Regions from separate parts of the Bombyx mori genome. Here region 2 is linked to region 1. Evidence: chromatin contacts called from public Hi-C data. All regions are on one chromosome and are shown on one strand. Each heading gives the region's core, a stretch centred on a gene start, on an enhancer-like site or on the middle of the called end of the contact. The rest is flanking DNA. Distances are from core to core; before and after follow the strand shown. Region 1 overlaps LOC105841244 (histone deacetylase 5). Region 2 overlaps LOC105841244 (histone deacetylase 5).

The links. Hi-C and Micro-C count contacts between places; a contact is called where the count stands out from the background.
Region 2: a Hi-C map of midgut shows a contact between it and region 1, with 1.5 times the contacts expected there. The contact joins two enhancer-like sites. A contact is called at or near these places in 3 of 7 Hi-C or Micro-C datasets (midgut and whole pupa).

What each region holds. Positions count from the first base shown.
Region 1 is chr8:15,777,460-15,779,981 of ASM3026992v2, reverse strand. The region is part of intron 2 of LOC105841244 (histone deacetylase 5); the gene reads right to left. Among protein-coding and RNA genes, the nearest start is that of LOC119628795, 48 kb to the right of the region's middle. Within about 2 kb of position 1,256, at least 6 of the 8 cell types and tissues checked have open chromatin away from gene starts, as enhancers often do.
Region 2 is chr8:15,819,316-15,821,837 of ASM3026992v2, reverse strand. It overlaps LOC105841244 (histone deacetylase 5), which reads right to left. Exons shown (of 18, transcript XM_038012456.2): 4 at 2,143-2,250. Among protein-coding and RNA genes, the nearest start is that of LOC101744741, 33 kb to the left of the region's middle. Within about 2 kb of position 1,262, at least 3 of the 8 cell types and tissues checked have open chromatin away from gene starts, as enhancers often do.

The DNA.
Region 1 (2,522 bases), core at 7-2,506:
CGTCTGCATTGGATAAATCAAACTAAAAACATCATTACAAATTCAATTGTAAAATTTTATTTAATATTTTGGTCACGACCACCGTTTGCACAGTATTATCTGATCTCAGAACGAAACAAGTTTACTTTTATCGTCTATTTATAGAACTTACAACACGACTATCGTGACTTGCATTTTTTATTAGAATGGATTTTATTTTATCGTTTTTATTTAACGAACACATTGATAGTTGCAGAGCTGTTTGAACGGAAAGATATGTTTTTGCTTGTGTAGAAGTTGGAACTGACAAAATGATAGGGGTCATAGGAACATGCAGACTGCGTCGTTCTTAACGCTGGCACTTTGGAAGTTTAGGAGCGGACGAGTTGCCGATAATTGTCGATAACGATGCTGTAAATGTGCAAATCATCACTTTTTTAGTGAGTCGGTACAGTTGAGACCACGACATACATCCGCCGTACTTTACAAATTGCATCTTGTAAATTGTAATTTTAAAAATCCCAAAAATTCCAGTATGGCCTGTTTTGGTACGGCCCTGCCTAGTTTGGTCGCGAAACTATTTTAAAAAGCGATTTGAAGAGAAGAATTACTCTACTGGAATTGAGGTATCCACTTCACTAATCAAAGTGTTGGTATAAGTGTGGTAATATTTGTTAATGGTGGCCGTATACGATTTAACGTCTGCTCTTCAAAGACAAATAAAACATATAATTTATGAAAGGAAAGCTATTATTTCTATAAATTACATGTAAAAGTTTTCAAACGTCGCAGTTTCGTTGTGCGCATGCGTTAGAGAAAATCTCTGGCAGAATCCCCAACGATCTGGCGTGTTTAGAACGCCTGCGTCACATCCGGAATGAAGCGTGTTTGGGATTTATACTCGCTTCTGAATTTCCGGTACATACTTGTATTCCTTCCTATTTATCGACATAAAAACATAGTATTGATTTATAGAATGACAATAAACGTACCACGAATGTACTTAAAATGTAATTTGCTTCATATTCCGAATAATTACCAAAGCCAGTTTCATTTGTCACTGTAAATGATTGTTCACTCGCAGCTCCTAAGCTAGTTCATATGGTATCGCATTTGGTCATAGGTGAGGTAAGTATCACAGGTGATATCACAATGAAAATCACTCGCTATGTTCCCATTATACATTCTCCAAGCGTCGTGGGAACTATTGCCTGAAAGCCTAGTAGACTTCAAGCGTGGGTGTCGTGGGTGGGTCCCGGGGGTCGCGTGCGTTCGGCTCACCAATCGCGATCAATTCCACCATGACTCACGGTACAATGACGAGAATTCACTGAAATGTTATCTGCATTTTGTACGTTAGCTTAAATTCGTAAAGTGGGCTTTGTGTACAAAAAAATGATAGAAAAATAGTTATTCACTTGCTATTTTCATCATTATTTTCAGGCAAAACCGGGACGCGTATGTATTCGGGAATTCGGAATCCTCATGTCTAAGTGACGTCAAAAAATATATCCTCAAAATTGAACGATACTATTTGCGACAGCGAAAAAATATTTCAAAATTTCAAATCGAATTGTCTTGTTATAACAGCTAGTTCCATTGTGAGCATTAACAGAATTTTAATTTAAAAACGCAATTACGTAGAGCCGATAAGTTTCCGCGGTAAGATGACATTCCGATCCACAATAACATTCTTAGAACGATATCCATAAACATTTACTGTGTAATTGTGACGCACAAAGGTCTAGACGAGTGACCTCCGGTTTGTACTAGTATAAATGGCTCAAAGTTCAACCAACATTGGCCCAAATGTTTACATGACTCATGCGGTTATATGTATTAAAGTAAACGAGTTATTTTTTAAGCAGTCTCAAACGTGATAGTAACGTGTCATCAACAATGTCAGAAAACAGATCAAGGGTACATTTTTATTTTTATAGCCTAGATTGGTGGACGAGCCCACCTGGTGTTAAGTGGTTACTGGAGCGCATAGACATCTACAACGTAAATGCGCCACCCACCTTGAGATATAAGATCATATAAGTGCTAAGGCCTCAGTATAATTACACGATTGTCCCACCCTTCAAACCGAAACGAATTACTGCTTCACGGCAGAAATAGGCAGGGCGGTGGTATCTACCCGCGCGGACTCACAAGACGTCCTACCACCAGTAATAAATTTTGCCATAGACAATCGAATCAAGAACATTGATTTCCAAACTAGACCGCTTTATACGGAGTTGGGTCATGTTGGTGACAAACAGCAGGTGGTGGTCGAAATTGAAGCTTGAACTGTTGACATTGTTTGATGAGCGCTTCCTGCGACGTCTTCTTGCGTAATGAACGTAATCGTTGGTTTCGGTTCTATAAATAACAAGTCTGCTTCTTGACTAATCTTTCAACAAGTTTCCTAACTAGAATCAGCCGCGACGGCTATAAAATGTACGATCCGAGTAATTTTACTAACAATAAAAGACTACAAATGTTTACAGAGAATATCTACGATAAAGGTACATCGTATAGAAAATTGTGTAGTATCGATG
Region 2 (2,522 bases), core at 13-2,512, 42 kb before region 1:
AAGAAGGTATTTGATATTTACAACCAGGCATCAAATGTCTTGTTCTACATTTTTTTTAATTCAACTAGTAAATCATTGTTCTAGTAGAGCCCTCAGCACCCAGATTCTATCTTCGATCATTGCTGACCTGGCCATCTTAACAGACTGTTGATGTAGTCCTTCCACATGATTTCAACATACATACGATTCTAAATTCAAAACCATATGTGTGTCGACATCGATACGTTTATATATGTAAGTATTACGTTACGAATTAAAAATAAACATGACTGTATAAAACTAATTGGTTTTTTGTTTTGAAATACCGAAGCTGGTCGTATACTAACTAGTTCTCGACACGTGATCTTGTAAAAAAATGGATATGTTAGAAACAGGCAATCGTGACTGAGTTTGGCTAGCGAAGCAAGATTAGAATCGCATATCAATATTATTATGTAATTATTAGGTAATGCATATCAGACTGGACCCGAAGCGTAGAAGTAGTTATATCACTATTAAGGATTTTTTTTAAAGTCTAGATGGGAAGCTCAAGGATCGTGTCTCTTGGCTATCGAAGTCGTTGTGGCCTAAAGGATAAGACGTGCGGTGCATTCGTGTTGAGCGATGCATCGGTGTTCGAATCCCAGACGGGTACCAATTTTTGTAATGAAATACGTACTAAACAAGTATTCACGATTGACTTCCACAGTGAAGGAATAACATCGTGTAATAAAAATCAAACTCGCAAAATTATAATTTGCGTAATTACTGGTGGTAGGACCTCTTGTGAGTCCGCGCGGGTGGGTACCACCACCCTGCCTATTTCTGCCGTGAAGCAGTAATGCGTTTCCGTTTGAAGGATGGGGCAGCCGTTGTACTTTACTGAGATCTTAGAACTTATATCTCAAGGTGAGTGGCGCATTTACGTGGTAGATGTCTATGGGCCCCAGTAACCACTTAACACACAGGTGGACTGTGAGCACGTCCACGGATCTAAGCAATAAAAAAGTCTACAGATAACGCAACTGATATTGAGGCAGCGACGAGCCTGTAACGGCTGTCTCACCCTGAACACATGACTACTCCACTGATGTTGATGATATCCACCAGATCTCGCTCACAGCAGTCGTTATTATTAAGATAGGCGACCGAATTCATACTATTTATGATGTCGTCCTGACAGTTTTAAGCAACGCCATTTTTTTGCCCAACAACAAGTCTGAATACATACTTTGCGCGAAAATATCGTGAAGTTTTTAACACGATACGTATACAACAGGAAAGATCTCGTGTTATTAAACAGAGCCACGTTACGGACGCGTGCGTTCAATGTTATCCAAAGTTATAGCACGCGAATAGTTCAGTTTGTTTTTGCTGTGTTATATTTTAGAACGTAAACACCACACGAGCGAAACGAAGAAAGATGTGAAAGAGCTTTTTTTCTATCTATCTGTCTATCTATCTCTTAGGTTTATGGCGTTTCCTTTTAGATTTCGCCAATGTCAAGTGTATATAATACTCTGCTTTCTATGGCGGGCTTTGTGAACGAGCAAGGTCACAGATAGTCACTAAGAATTAAGTGAGTAGCTAAGAATGTGAGCTTCATTTTTTAGATTTTCTTTCTTATTCTTCATTCATTCATTTTTTAGAGAACGCATATGAGCACCGGGGGCCCTCTGGCCGGGACTGCTGCTACTCTGACATCCGACGCGGTACTATAAATTCTCACTGCATAATATGTAACTTAACTGGGTTTTGGGGTAAATAAAATCAAACTATATCGACAGGTGAAAGGCAATTGGGTTTAACAGACATTTGTCCAATTTTACAGAAAGAGCCATTTAGACTTTAATATTTGGAAGAACTATCATTAGAATAAAATATCTTCTTCAGTTATTTGAATGGGGTAAATTTAATTGAAGTTCAATTAAAAACATCAGATTGTTGATGCTAATACCAAATAAAACGTAAAGTTAAATGTCGTGTATTAAGCGAAATGTCGCTTAAGCCAAATATTCTTTCACCCCTCGATATGAACTCTTGGTCGAGCCCTGACCTCGTACAACAAAGGGCAATACGAAATACTGATAATACCGACTAACTCGCGCAACCTCAAAACGCGATTTATCAAATCAAAAATGAATCTTAGATCATAAATGTTACCTTCAAATGTTCCCTCATCTGGTTCTCGTGTTCTCTTGCCAACTGTTGCCTCTGCTGCTGGAAATGCTGCAGTAGAATCTCCTGTTGGAGCTGTTGCTGCTTCTTCAACTATAACAGAAACAATTGTCATTCAATAATGAGCGCTGTTGTCGTAGACTCAACAAGTCAAGGATTAAACCACAAAAAATGACTTATATTTAAATTTTAGTTACAATTTCCACACTGACCCGGTTAGCCGCTGACGTATAAGAAAGCAAATTATTTCACAGATTTCAATCGAGTAGTGTAGTGTAAATAAGTACACTTTAGCGTACACGTAGAACGATAAGGGTTCTTTCACAATATAACCTGAATCCAAAAACTGCATTTACGCCATTCAG